4 separate regions of the Mus musculus genome follow, and all the other regions are linked to region 2. Evidence: chromatin contacts called from public HiChIP or PLAC-seq and promoter capture Hi-C data. All regions are on one chromosome and are shown on one strand. The core of a region is the stretch at or near the end of the contact, and the rest is flanking DNA. Distances in the headings are between cores, read along the strand shown. Region 1 has its middle 47 kb from the start of Emp1. Region 2 holds the start of Gprc5a (G protein-coupled receptor, family C, group 5, member A). Region 3 holds the start of Emp1 (epithelial membrane protein 1). Region 4 has its middle 23 kb from the start of Emp1.

Region 1 (3,435 bases), core at 562-3,061, 340 kb after region 2:
CCCTTCATTCTTTAATATTTCCTCACTTTTTCTTCCTCCTTCTGAATGCTGCCACAGCCCAAGGCTTTGCCTTTGACATTTCCTTACACTCGCCACACTTTCTCCTGGATGATCCATCCTCCGGTAAGGTTTCACATAGAACTTGTCTGAAAATGAGTTCTAAACTCATATATCCAGCCCTGGCATTTTCCTCACGTGTTCTCACTCTTCCAGCTGTCTATCTAGATCTTTAGGAGAAACCTTAATTTTAATGTCATTTTAAAAATTATGGGCATTTTTTGATGTCTACTATTATTATGAACCAACAGTACCAAAGCCATCATCCTCACACAAATTTAAACATTTCAAGCCAAATGCTTTAAAACTCATAAAACCATGACCCACTGTAAGAAAATATGCTTTTCTGTTATAGATTGGTTATGTTTATATGGACACATACATATAAGTAAATGAAGCAGCATAGTACTAACCTTTTGCTGTGGCTTGGGTATGAAATGTTACCCATAGTCTTAGAACACCCAGTCTCTCCAGTAGTGCTGTCTTAGAAGATTGTAGGATGTAGGACTTGGTTGTCTTTGGGATGTAGGATTTGGCTAGAGGAGATGGGGCTCTGTGGGATGGATATTGGGGGTTTATATTCCCACCCTGCCTCTTCTACTCTCTTGATTCCATTTTACCTGGATGTAGAAAAGCTGCCTCATGTTTCTGCTGCCAGAGCCAAAAGTCACTCCTACTTCTGTGACTTCCTACCATGTACCCTTAAACTGTGAGCTAAACCCCTCCCCTCCCGCTTCAGTTACTTCTAGTAAGGTATTCAGTCAGGGCCACAAGAAAATGGACACACCCTTGCTGTGGGCAATAAACTCTATTTTATTTTAGTTCATTTTATTTCAGTAAAAACTGAATGTGATCATTTAATTGATTTCATTACCCTCAAAGGATATATGGACTGTGGTTTCAAAATACTGCTTTTTAAGAGCCTTTCATTCTTCATTCTCTTGAAATTTCCAGATCTGATCACTCACTAAGAGCTAGATTTATTGTCAAATATCTTTCATATTAAGCCTCTTTTCTAACTCTTTCAGATGTCCCCCAAAAGCTCTGCCAGGTTTCTTCAGCCAGAGACAATTGCCCTCTCCTCTGAGCAGCTTTGGTGGCATCTCTTAAACTGCTCAAAACAGCCCCATAGCTTTCTGTTCTCTTACATTACTTTATTTTCCATCTTAGATTGTGTCCCTTTGTGATAAACAATGTATCTTAATTGTGTGTTTATTTTCTTGTGAGACTCAGGATGGCAATGGCTTGGTGGCCCCAGCACTAGGAGCTGGAGCTGTGCTCAGAACACTGGGTGCTGGTAGAACACGGTGGGAAGAAGAAACAGAGAAGTGACTCCCAGAAGCAAGCCAGACAAACACTTCTAGGTCTGGAGAGGAGGCTCCCAATATTTTTTCTTTCCATCATATGGTTTGACCATTGTATGTCCAGCTTCACAGACAAGGCACTGATGTGTACTGACTGAGCTGGTGGCCTGGTCACTCACAGTGAGTGGCTTCAATCAAGGCTACACCTAGAGTGGCCTGTGAGATCTATTCAACCTGGGCTACCCTTCAGCAGGACTGGGGGATGGGTTAGAAACATTGATTGATAATTCTGACGCCATTGCCAGATCTTATCTCAGTGGGGTCTCTTGGCAACCCTATAAGATGAACTCAGCCCTTTCTAAGCAGCCTTTATAGAAAGCGGGCAGAATGGCATGTGCCTCCCTTAGACTTGATCCTCCCGCTTCCTTTGGTCTCTAAAACATACCACTTGTCACTCTGTAAAATACACAAAAGGACACCTGGCACAGGGCTGCTTAGAAGAGAATGAACAAAAAGCAGGGGAGAGTGGTTAAAATTCTTCACAGACCAATGTGTGTCACTTGGAAACGCGTCTGATCGGAACACCATTCACAGTAGTCAAAGATGCCCCAGGGGAGAGAAGCAGGGGGGACATTCAGGGACATCTAAAGCAGCACTGGGGACTGCTCTGGTTCCAGCGGCACAGAATTGTCCCTAGAGGAGGTAGTTTCTGTAACTTACAGGTTCCTTCCTGCATGCGAGGGCCAAACCCTACAGCAGTTCCCGAGCTAGGGAGGGACTGTGAGCTTCCATTCAGTCTACACGGAACCGTTACTGTGATGTCAGCATCCAGTTCTCAGTACCTATGAGGGAAACATCGCCTTCTCAGACTCCAGAGCTACACCTAGTCATGTGGGGCCACACTTGTGGCCAGTTGGAGGTTCATTCAGAGTTCTCAAGAGATAACACCTAGCTTTTAGAATTCTGTCTCTTTTGGGGGTGGGGGTTAGGTTTGGTGTAGCCCTGGCTGTCCTGGAACTTTCTCTGTAGGTCAGACTGGCCTCGAACTCACAGAGATCCACCTGCCTCTGCCTTTGGTGGGGTGATGCCACAGACGATAAAGTTAATTCAGGACCAGAGGGAAGGTGATGCTCTTCCCTCAGCTATGATGACCTTCCGCCTATTCAGTGAACACGCTGACTGAATACCTGAATCCTAGCAGGATTTTCATTCAACGCTACAACAGAGATATGTGCAGTAGAGACCTGCGACTAGATAAACCCCAATTCAAGTAGGACAGGAATATAGCAAATCGATAGTGGTTATCTTACCAGAGTTGTACACATAGCTAGTTAACGAGTAAACAGTGGGTGGTTCAGGTCTGTAGCTGTGCTGGCTAGTTGTGTGTGTGTGTGTGTGTGTGTGTGTGTATACACTTGGTCACCACCTGGTGGCACTGTTTCGAAAAGGTATAGAACTTTTAGAAAGAAGGACCTTGATAGAGGAAGTGGGTCTCTGGGGGACAGGTCTTTGTGGTGTATGTCCCCACCCTAGCTCAGGTACATTTATATTCACTCTTATAGAAGAGTATTTTAGGGGGCTGGTGGGGTGCAAAGTGGGTTAAAGCAGCACTTGCTGCCCTTGCAGAGGACCCAGGTTCAGTTCTCAGCACTTCCATCCAGCAGCTGACAACCATCCTGAACTCCAGTTCCAAGGGTTCTGACTCTGCAGGCACCAGGTACACATATGGTGTACACGCACAAATGCATGCTCAACAGTCATGCACCTAAAATATAAATAGATAAATCATAAGGAGATGGAGTTGGGTAAACCTAATTAAAAACTTAATTTGAAAATAATCTTTTAAACAGCTTTAATAAATCCAATTACATAAAAGTAATAAGTCGGGCCGCTTTTCCAGTTGCCACTGATCCCCCCCCCGCCCCCCATCAGCCATCATGAATCTTCCAATAGCAGTGGGTACTGCAACCCAAAGAATCTCACTGTGAGCGCTGGGCTGTGTAGCTCTGAATTATATTAAAACCCTCCCCATACAGCATAGCAATTCGTTCTCAGCCAGCCTCGTTTTCACAGG
Region 2 (3,196 bases), core at 440-2,939:
GTTAGGCAGCACGTAGTTTATTGGCTGAGCCACCTTCCCATCTCCTCTGCCTTTTTGAGTCAGGCTCTTGAGAGTAGCCCCCCCTCCCCCTTTCCCGTTGCCCTATATCACCTATGTGGCTCAGGCCGGTGGCCATCTTCCTGTTTCAGTCTCCCAAATGCTGACTCGAACTGTCATTTGCAGCAAGTCACCTTCAGGTGACCTCAAACTCCTATGTAGTAGAAACTGGCCTTGAAGTGTTTTTCTACCTGCTTCTACCACCCAAGTGCTGGCGTTACAGAGGTGCCCCGCGCCAGGCCTGGCTTGTTACATTTTATTCTTTTCTTTTCTTTTTTTGAGACAGGGTTTCTCTGTGCATCCCTGATTGTTCTGGAACTCACTGTGTAGAGCAGACTGGCCTCCAATTCACTGAGATCTGCTTGCCTCTCCCTTAGGAGTGCTGGGATTAAAGTTGTGAGCCCCTACCATCTGGCAAGATTGTTTGTTACATTTTAAAAAGCATTTAAGGGTGTGGAGAAAAGTGGGTCTCAGCCCCTTGTAGGGGTTAAACATCTTTTTCACAGGGGTCACCTAAGCCCAGTAAAAAGCACAGATATGTATATTAAGATTCATAACAGAAGCAAAATTACAGTTATGAGGTAATAACAAAGATAATTTTATGGCTGGGGGTCGCCATACATGAAAAATTGTATTAAAACTGAACTAAAGCACTTAGAAGGCCTGCTCCAGGCCTTCCCTACTACCTAAAAAGCTTAGTTCCCCCGCTGCCCACCAACGCAACCAACGGGGTAAACCTGGTCCAGTGCGTTGACATTCCAGGACTTTTTGACTACGGAGCAGGCAGGTTTCAGCCGGACTGGCCTGATAATGGATGCGCTGCGGGCCCCTACCTAAGCAGGAGGAATCAGACACCAAAGGCAAATTCCTTCATTTCAAAATTTTATCTGGCGTCTCTGTTCCTATCAACTGCTTTGTCAAACTTTTGGAGAGGTGGTTAAAAGAAAGGCGATATGATCTCTCAGTCAGGCCATGCTAACTTGGCTATGCGACAGTTCCAAGAAGGGCCTTGCTGAAGCGTCTCAACTTTTCCTTGGTCTTTACTCTTTAGCCGCGACTGGGGGACCCACAGGAGAGTGAGTGGCTGTCTCTTCCCATTTAAACTTGGCTTCTCCCTGCTCACCGGAGGAAGGAGTGGGTGATGGAGAGACAGGTGCCGCCAAGGGGAAATAAAGACCAACTTCTCCCACAGAAAGTAACAAAGGAGCTGCCTGGAGCTGCTGGCTTAAGTCTTTGCCCTTGGGGCCCTATAGTGCCCTCAGGGAGGATGGGTGTGGTTCCCTCCAGGAGATGACAGCCAGCAGCGCTCATCCGTAGCTGGGTTCACCGTGTGGCTCTTTTCATAAGGGCGGGAGCTCTGGGACCGACCTGAACACTCGTCGAGAGCTACGCCTGGCAGTCTAGGGTGCTTCCCCCGCAACCCCGCCACCTATTTCATGAGTGACTGTGCTTCTGACGTCAGGGAGGCTTTCAGTTCATTCTCTGGCACGGTGACTTTATTTTCACAACAGCGAGAAGTGCCGCGGAACTGGATTAGGCGTGTCCTCTCCCTCCGCCCCGCCCCCGCCCCTTGTCCCTCGGTTCACCCTCTCCCTCCCTCCGGCGACAGAAGCCTTTATAACCGCTTTGCGCGGCCAAGGCGGGATCCTTGTCCCAGGACCTGCCCAGTAGCCAGGGGTTGAGCGCTCTCGCCTTTCACGCGTGAGTCGCAAGTTCTCGCTTCACCCCGAGCGCCGCGGCGCCCAGGTAAGAGGGGTTTACCCAGGAGCGCGCTCCGGGCCCCAGTTTTAAATCCGGAGAGTGGGGCGTGGGGAGCCTTGGGGAAGGAGAACTGAGACAGTACAGCCCGTGATGGACTACAGCTGGCTAGGAGAAACAGATGAAACCGAGAAAGGAATGTCCTTAACTTCTCTCACCTCTGAATGTGTTCTCTGGGCTAAAACAGAGGGGAAAGACCAATCAGCAAACAGTTAGAAACTGTAGCACAGGCCTGTAATTCTGCACCTGGGAGGTAGATGCAGAAGAATCAAGAGTTCAAGGCCAGCCTTGACTCTACTGTGAGTTCCTGGTCAGCCTGGGCTATATAAGTCTCTGTCTCCAGATACAAAACAGTAGTTTAAAATACCAATATTAAAAGAGAGGTCCGTCTTGAACTGTACTAGGCCCCTCCCACAGGTTCTATGTAGCCACTGGTGGGTGGAAGATGGGCTATGATGCTTTCAACTCCCATCTGAGTTTCAAGGGTCTGTGAATGAATAGAGGGGTAGAGGGAGAGGATGCCAGCCGCTTCCTTCCCAAAGGAGCGAAGGCCGTGGAGGTCAGGAAGTGACTCACCTCAACGCCCCCCCCCCCTTCTCATGTGCGTGTTGTTCCTCCACCCCATCCCTTACTTTTCCTGTTGCCCCAGTCTCTAAGACCCTGTCTCTCTTTAACAAGAGGGGGTGAAAAGCTTGTCTTCCCGGAGGAGAAGAGACACAGGCAGGAGGAGGCTGGCAGATCACATTGAATGGAAAGACAGGAAACAGCAGTTGTTTTTTTTTTTTGTTGTTGTTTTGTTGTTGTTGTTTTTTTTTGTTTGTTTGTTTTTTTTAGACATTCAGGCTGGCCTCGAGCTTGTAACCACCATTCTGCCTCAGTTTGCAGAGTGTTGGGATAACAGGTATCGGTCTCATGGTAGAAGGCTCCCAAATGGCAAAAGCCTGCCTGGAAGCAGGTAATTGAAGGACCATCACCGTGCCTGCCTGCCTTTTCTCCAGGCAAGTGTCTGAGGCTTTTGTTGAAGCCTGGTGAAAGGTTCTCTGGAAACAGTCTCTTCTTTGCTCTTTACTGAAGGAGAATTCTTTAGCCACTTCAGATACAATGGCCTGGGAAGGTGGAGGGGAGGGTGAGGCCAACACTTCACCCTTAGGGGTTTTTGTACTGGCCATCACTGATAGAGAGAAGGAAGGGGAGGGGAGGAAGGGTTGGGAGGTGCCTTAGGATCAAAGAGGGAATGGAGAGGCTGGCCCCCAGGCCCAAAGGGAATGGCCACAGCTGTCTCTGACTTCCCAAGAAAAGGTCTCTACCTGGCTCCAGGCAGCCCTGTGTTTCCTGGTTCTGCAGTCATTTATCCAGCAGCCACCTGCCGCCAGGTCCTTAT
Region 3 (3,491 bases), core at 136-2,635, 300 kb after region 2:
CTATCATCTATCTCTCTATCATCTACCTATAATCTATTGTATCTATCTATTATCTATCATCTATCAATCATCTATTATCATCTATCATCAATCTATAATCTATCTATCTATCTATCTATCTATCTATCTATCTACCTATCTATCTATCTATCTCTATTATCTATCCATCTATCACTTATGTACCCCAGGATAGCTTCTAGTTCTCCTTGAACTTATGCTATCCCTTCAACTACCTACCAACTCTCTCTCTCTCTCTCTCTCTCTCTCTCTCTCTCTCTCTCTCTCTCTCTCTCAATAGTGTCTCACTCAGTAGCCCACGCTGACTTGGAACTCACCATGTAGCCCAAGATGACCCTGGACTAAGAGCAATCCTCCTGCCTCAGCTTTTCAAATGTTGAGATCGCAGGCACGACCCACCAAACCTGTTTGATACATGTAATTCTTGCCATCTGTGTGAGCTAGGTGCCTACCATCCCCATTATATACAAGAAGGCAGAAAGAGAGGGCGCTTGCCCAAAGTCACATTGCAGCTAAGGAGAGCTGGGGTTAAATGTAGGCAGTGAGGACCTGAACCTCTTTAGGGAGGTGACCAGGGCTGCGGGATTGGACAACTCTGTAGCACCCCCCCCCCAACTCTGAGACTAAGTGGGGAGTGAGTGGTTCAGGGAAGAAGCTGTGATTGGGTCCCTGGCTGTCTTCACAAAAGCCAACTGTGGAGCAAGGTCCAATGATTATCACATGAAGATCAGAGTGCAAAGTCCTTAATTCGAAGACTTCCTCCTGCAATGCCTACAATCCATAGGGGTGAGAGTTTAACTAAAGGCCCAGGATTATGTGCTGTCAATCAGTGCCTCAACATTTGGAGCTTGCTGGGTGCCTTTCTACTCCATGGGTCTCATCCCACTGCCGCCTACAGGTCAGGGGCACAAGGGTCAGGCAGGGAAGCCAACGAGAAATGAGTCTGATAATTCCTGGTGATGAGCAGCTGCTGCTATGTGCAGTGGGGGAGGAAGAACGGGGGAATCCTGTTTGATGATTAGCCGGGACTTTAATTAACGTGGAACTGCATCTACCAGCTCTCCCCTCCTCCTGACCCTAACCTGTGTTTTGCCCTACGTCCTTGACAACCGAGGCTCCTTCTGGGTAGTAGAACTGGGCTTCGGTAAACAGATCTATTTGTGTGACTCCTCTTACTCATTTGAAGCAATGTCACTCCTTTTTCCACTGTGGTCTGTGTGTCTGAGTCAGAGGGAGCTACAACAGGGTTCTTTGAATTGATGGCTCACTCCCAGCCACATCTGACCGGCTGCCAACTTAGCAGGGCGTAGCTCACCAAGTTTTTTTTTTTTTAAATCCAGACTGATTCATAGAAACTCCTTTAAAACACGGGGAAAAGAAACCGCCCATCACACACCCCAGCACATCAGCCCAGGAAACTTATAACCTCGGGAGTCAGGTCCCTCCCCTCACTGTGGTTGCAAATCTCCTGAAGAGAGGACCAGACCAGCAGCCTGCTCTACCACCCAGGGCATCTGCCTCTCTCACTGGATACTCCAGGTAAGATTGTCCCCACACTGGAGAAACTCTGCAGAGCCCGCTCCTTTCTTTCCTCTCTTAGGCTCCTTGAAGCCCTCCCCTCTCTTCTTGCCTCTGCTATCCCTCTATGGCTCACAAAGAACGGAGTCCTTGAGACTTCTAGCTTAACGTAGTAGTGGAGGAATCTGGGATATCAGTGGGGGCCACATTCTCTTGCTGGTATGTGGATCCTTGCTCCGAGGAGACGGACGGAACGAGAAGGGACTTTGGAACAAACTTGAGTGCAATATTCTTTATGGAAGGAACTCTATGTGCCTTCGAAATGAATTAGCAGGGTTGGAAGATGTTTCCAAATCTTCTGTTTTCATTCAGATTACTTTGAGCTGAAATCTAGAAGGATGCTATGTTACCAAAACGCTCCGGCTTTTCTTTTCTCTCTGCGAAGGCAGGTTAAAGGCAGTCTCTGGGGAGAAAGTTTGTTCTGCTTTGTGGGTTGGTTATTGTTGTTTCTCTTTTACGCTTTTAGGTGACGGTGGATAAATATCTGAGTTTCAGTTAATTTTTGCGATTGCATTTACTGTCTGTCCCCCTCTTGTCTGTTGATGTCTGTTTAAGTATTTCGTTCTTTCTCTTGTTTTCCTCCACCCCCTTCTCACAGGAAGGGAAGAGGGGATTGGTTTGTTTAAAGAAAAACCGTTAGGGAAACAGAGGCAAAGGGTGTTTCAAATAAACCTTGGGAGGGGTTGATTTGGTGGAATGTGTGGGTTCCAGAATCCTTAGCCAGATGTGGAGGTGGAGGAAGGAGGCAGAGGGGAGAGGGTGGGGCTGGGGGCCTTCGGGGATTCCTGTAAGGTTGCTGAATGGCTCTGTGCTTCCACCCAGGCTTCTGCATTCTGGAGCCAACTTAGGAAAAAAAAAAAGATCTTTCAGAATCTATTAAAGGATTTTTTTTTCTAAGTGGACATGGAATTTTCTAGTGTGGCAGTGGTCATATGGGAATATTTACCTTATTTCTTTTGTGTAAAATATTATATAACTACAAACCCACGTGCTAAGTGCAAAAAGAACAAAGGCACTCGGCTGTGTTTGCTTTTGTTTTTATTAGCTTAGCATTTTGGTCGAATGTCTGTGGAGGTGTGGTTCATTTCAACACAGATGTGGGTTTTTTTTTTCTCCTCTCGTAAACAAGCCAGAGGAGAGTGACAGGATTCAGCTTGCCTGATGAAGAGCGAGGCGCCTTTCTCTTTAGAAATGCAGCTCGCTGGTTGGAAGAGAAAATTTAAAAGTAATTGGTGGGTGTGTATCCATTGATCCTTCAGAAATCTCTGCAAAGCCTTTCCCCAAGGAGGGGGTGATGAGTAAGCCCTGGGACCCATTTCTCAAGACTGAGTTTGCTTCCAATGTTTATCACTTCCAGATTGCATGACTGTGAACTGGGGAAGCCGTCTTCGTTAGGTCCACAGCCACAGTTTCCTGTGAAGATCACATGTGTGATTGTGTGTCATTCTGATCTGGTTGAAACTAGGCAACCTTAAACAAGTCAGCAAAAAGGGAACACTAGAGGGAGGGGTAAACTGCCACCAACTCCATGAGCCATGGAGCTGTCTCAAACTCCACTGTCCCTTGATAAATGAGAATATAATGCTTTGTGTGCTACCCCCTCCCTGCCCCCATTCCCTATGGAGTTGGAAGACAATTTTAAAAAAAATGATGCTCTGACTTTTTGCCTCCAAGTAGTGGGAGAGCCCCTGGGCTGTGTGTGAACCTTTCTGGGCGTCTTCAGCTCTAAGTCTTTGGTTGTCCTGGAAAAAGAGGCCATTACCACCCCCTCCCAAATCATAGCCTCCCATCCTTAGGCCGCTCCAGTTTCATCCAGAGACTGCAGAATGGGGTGGAGGCAGAACACTGTCCAGGGCTGCTGGACATCCGGTTTGGCATCCTTGCCAGAGAGCCCC
Region 4 (3,536 bases), core at 231-2,730, 320 kb after region 2:
CACACACACACACACGGTTTTTGCATATTTCAAATTAGCAGATCAAATGGCATTGATTTTTATAATGCCTTCTTAGAGGCCCATATGATATCCTTTTTGTTTATCTCGTCTTCTGTGTGTGTGTGTGAGAGAGAGAGGGGGGGGAGAGGGAGAGAGAGAGAGAGAGGGAGGGAGGGAGGGAGGGAGAGAGAGAGAGAGAGAGGGAGGGAGGGAGGGAGGGAGGGAGGGAGGGAGAGAGAGAGAGAGAGAGAGAGAGAGAGAGAGAGAGAGAGAGAGAGAGAGAGAGAGAGAGAGAGAGTTAGTTTATTGTGTAGCTCTGGCTAGCTTCAAACTTAGAATCCCCCGAGCTCTGCCTCTTCTGAGTGGTAGGATTAGAGGTGTGTCCCATCACCCCTGGCTGCCCATAAGATGCCTTACGTTGTTTTTAGGATATTAGTTCTCAACCTGTGGGGTGTTGAACAACTCTTTCATAGGGTCACATATCAGATATCCTGCATCTCAGATAGTTACATTATGATTCGTAACAGTTGCAAAATTATAGTTATGAAGTGGCACCACAATAATTTTGTGATTGCGAGTCACCACAACACAAAGAACTGTACTGAAGGGTCACAGAGTTAGGAAGGCTGAGAACCACTGCTTTAGGACATCTTCATAAAAGGTCTACTTCCCTCACTTAGAGCTCCTACCATGATACAACCCCTTGGTTCGCTCTTCTGACTGCCCATCCCTTCCTCAAAAGTCTTTAGTCACCAATGAACACCCAGACCCACCCAACATGTTCTTCAACTGCAAAGATATCATCTTCCATTTCAAGAATCTAGTTGGTCATCAGGGTGTCTTCGGAGAGGCCGCAAGAGGGCTATCAAGCAAGAAACTCATGCAAGACTCCATACAGCAATTCACACCCCAGAGTGACTTCCCTATAGTATTTTCTCTGAAGACCTGACTTTCTCCAGTTCCTCAGTTGATCAGATGAGGCCCACCCACCCCATGGATGGCGACCTGCTTTGCTTAAACTTTACCTGTTTAAAAGTCATTTTCATCCCAAAACATATTCCTAGAGATACCCAGAATAATATTCGGTGATGTAGTTGGATACTTTGGCCCAGCCAAGTTGACACATAAAATTAGACATCACTGGGTTATCTTCTAGTCAAGGCCAAGGTGCACTGGCTTTCTGTTTTAGAAATAATTTAAAGAAAGCTTAAACACCAGATGTTTCCATGATTTCAGATGACATTTAGTTCTGTGCAGAAGTGAGATAGCAAGACATGAGAGTTATCTTGCAAAATGAGATTACATTCTGAGAAAGGGCAGGACGTTGTCAGATTTCCACATATAAAGGCGGTTAATAAATATTTGAGCAATTAAACGTCTTGGATAGAATTGAATTGAATTGAAGTGATTAAGTAAATATGCAGGTGACCTTGGTCTAAGTGAGGCATGTGGAGAAAGGTGAGTCATTGAGATCTCTCTTGCCATTCCAGAATGAGGCCCACAGGCACAGGGAAGTCATTCACTGGGGTGATAACCCAGGTGCCACATGGTTAATAGGTAACTCTGTCACTCTGCTTTGGATTTACTCCTGATTGTCCCTTTGTAAAACCCCTCTGGCTTTTAGGCACAGAGGACAATTTCTCAGGCGCCTTTGGAAGTAGGCCTGTGGGAGTTTAAATCATGCGTGTGCAAGGCTCTGTATTCCAGCAACACAAGAAGCAGTTTTCTGTGTCTGCTAAGGAAAAGCCAGCACATACCACCAGGCAGACGAAATGTCTCTCAGGAATGTTGCAGTTGAGTTTGAAATAGCCCCATTCTGGAGCACAGAGGGAACGTGGGCAGTGGTGGGGAGTAAGGTAGAAGGAAGGAGGCTTGCTGGAACTTTTTGTTAGTGGTGTGACTTGTTGAATCGGTTGACATTTGAGAGGAGAACATGTCTCACAGCACACAGCAGGTGGTGACATGGAGCCCATGGGAGGTGTTTTCTACCTGGCATTATTTTTTTTAACAGGCATAGAGAGACCCAGATGTGGGCCAGACATGTGACTGTTAAGACATGTGTTGGTAAACTGCTAAGCATGGTTGCCGTACACACCTGCTGGGGACATAGAAAAAAAATCAGATGTGCATCCTTTTCTCCCTCTAGCTTCCAATTTAGACTGGAAATAGATCTCATCCATAGATTAAAGTTAGCTAGAGATTTGGGGAAGGAGGCTCGAGGGTATGGGGCACTGTTAGCTCAGGGAAGGTAGAATACCTTCTTGGTTCTCAGTCCTTCTTCATGGTTCTGTCCCACTTCAGCATCAGTGAGCTGTGCATTTTGTTGCTTTGAGATAGGACCTTCCTATGTAGCCCAGTCTAGACTACAACATGCAGTTAGTAGTCTTTTGAGTATTGGGGTTCCAGGTGTGCAGTGTTTTTCAGAATATGATAGTCATTTAGTGAATCGTAGCTATGAGAACCTACAAAGTGATCTGCCAGAGACATTACTGTAATAAGAGCTAACTGCGACAAAGCAGATGGCGAGGAAATGCAGACTGTTGAATTCTTAATGACTTAATGGGTTGGTACAGGCCAGGAGGTGTGTATATGCCTGCAGTCCCAACACTAGGGACACAGAGGCAGAGGAGAGGCAGGAGTCACAAGTTTGCCAGCCTGGCCTGTAGTAGTTGAGATTCAGGCCAGTAAGGGTTACATAAACAAGACTATGTTTCAAAATTCTCCTAGAATTTTTTTTTCACTTACTGTCTGGGCTGAAATGATTTTTTGGTAATTTATTTTGGAAATGCAATGTATTTTCAGTGGGATAGGATTTAGTTTAAATACCAGACTGTTCTGTTGCTCTTCCAAGCCCTTGTGTCTTGGAAAAGCTGCCTGTGTCTGCTAAAGGGAGGGTGGAGAGTGAACATGGGTCTCTTGTCAGAAAAGTCTGCCTTGATTATAGCAAGGAAGTAGTGTTTAGTTTTCCATTAAATATGGAAGGACATGGCACTCAGAGCGACACTGTCTGGATCAAGGTATCTCCCATCTTTCATCTGTTTGATAGTGTAATTTGGGTATTCTGAGGCTGGCACTTCTTAGCTGCCTCCCTTGTATTAACACATGGATCTCTTAAATTCAGATTATTTCAGCATGTTTGAATGACATCATCTCCTCAGTATTATAATTTATAGGCTTTGAGCATTATGAAATCTTGAAATTTTTAGTTTTTGTCTTCTGAAACACACACACACACACACACACACACTTTTCTGAGACAGTATCTCATTTAGCCCAGGATGGCTTCCAACTCACTACATAGCTGAAGCTGGACTCCTAATCCTCCTGCCTCCACCTCCTGAGTATTGGGATATGAACCAACCCCTCTCAGCTCTTATCTTTACAGTTTTTGAGGTGAGTCAAAATTGTACCTGTTTTGAGTCTTTTGCAATAGGTCTTGAGATAACTAGTTATTGCGACATTAAGTCTGAGAGTTATAGCACTTGCTTTGTTGAGTGAGTTGGATGACATTAATGAATCTGACATTTAGTCATCCT

The links. Promoter capture Hi-C pulls out the DNA fragments that hold promoters and counts their contacts. HiChIP or PLAC-seq counts read pairs in DNA pulled down with a chosen protein or histone mark.
Region 1: a contact with region 2 is called in a promoter capture Hi-C map of neural stem cells. The contact joins the enhancer-like site here to the promoter of Gprc5a in region 2. A contact is called at or near these places in 8 of 39 promoter capture datasets (3T3-L1-derived adipocytes, the C10 cell line, frontonasal cranial neural crest and 4 more), 2 of 484 Hi-C or Micro-C datasets (CD8 T cells and bone marrow-derived macrophages), 8 of 115 datasets of contacts at active chromatin or transcription factors (bone marrow-derived macrophages, embryonic basal ganglia, embryonic fibroblasts and 4 more) and 2 of 9 other capture datasets (adipose tissue and macrophages).
Region 3: a contact with region 2 is called in a FOXA1 HiChIP or PLAC-seq map of pancreatic cancer cells. The contact joins the promoter of Emp1 here to the promoter of Gprc5a in region 2. A contact is called at or near these places in 2 of 39 promoter capture datasets (liver and neural stem cells), 2 of 15 datasets of contacts at CTCF or cohesin (the NIH/3T3 cell line and large pre-B cells), 1 of 484 Hi-C or Micro-C datasets (long-term hematopoietic stem cells), 14 of 115 datasets of contacts at active chromatin or transcription factors (the NIH/3T3 cell line, bone marrow-derived macrophages, double positive thymocytes and 10 more) and 2 of 9 other capture datasets (adipose tissue and liver).
Region 4: a contact with region 2 is called in an H3K27ac HiChIP or PLAC-seq map of the NIH/3T3 cell line, with 4 times the contacts expected there. The contact joins the enhancer-like site here to the promoter of Gprc5a in region 2. A contact is called at or near these places in 10 of 39 promoter capture datasets (3T3-L1-derived adipocytes, the C10 cell line, HPC-7-derived erythroid cells and 5 more), 1 of 15 datasets of contacts at CTCF or cohesin (large pre-B cells), 4 of 484 Hi-C or Micro-C datasets (CD8 T cells, bone marrow-derived macrophages, long-term hematopoietic stem cells and 1 more), 13 of 115 datasets of contacts at active chromatin or transcription factors (the NIH/3T3 cell line, bone marrow-derived macrophages, embryonic basal ganglia and 9 more) and 1 of 9 other capture datasets (liver).

Annotation. Positions count from the first base shown.
Region 1 is chr6:135,408,525-135,411,959 of GRCm38.p6, forward strand. No RefSeq gene overlaps it. Among named protein-coding and RNA genes, the nearest start is that of Emp1, 47 kb to the left of the region's middle. Within about 2 kb of position 1,812, at least 3 of the 459 cell types and tissues checked have an H3K27ac peak or open chromatin away from gene starts, as enhancers often do. A contact at or near this core is called in neural stem cells, where this site is marked.
Region 2 is chr6:135,063,973-135,067,168 of GRCm38.p6, forward strand. Gprc5a (G protein-coupled receptor, family C, group 5, member A) reads left to right here and starts at 1,690. Exons shown (of 4, transcript NM_181444.5): 1 at 1,690-1,803.
Region 3 is chr6:135,361,546-135,365,036 of GRCm38.p6, forward strand. Emp1 (epithelial membrane protein 1) reads left to right here and starts at 1,386. Exons shown (of 5, transcript NM_010128.4): 1 at 1,386-1,557.
Region 4 is chr6:135,384,426-135,387,961 of GRCm38.p6, forward strand. No RefSeq gene overlaps it. Among named protein-coding and RNA genes, the nearest start is that of Emp1, 23 kb to the left of the region's middle. Within about 2 kb of position 1,481, at least 33 of the 459 cell types and tissues checked have an H3K27ac peak or open chromatin away from gene starts, as enhancers often do. A contact at or near this core is called in the NIH/3T3 cell line, where this site is marked.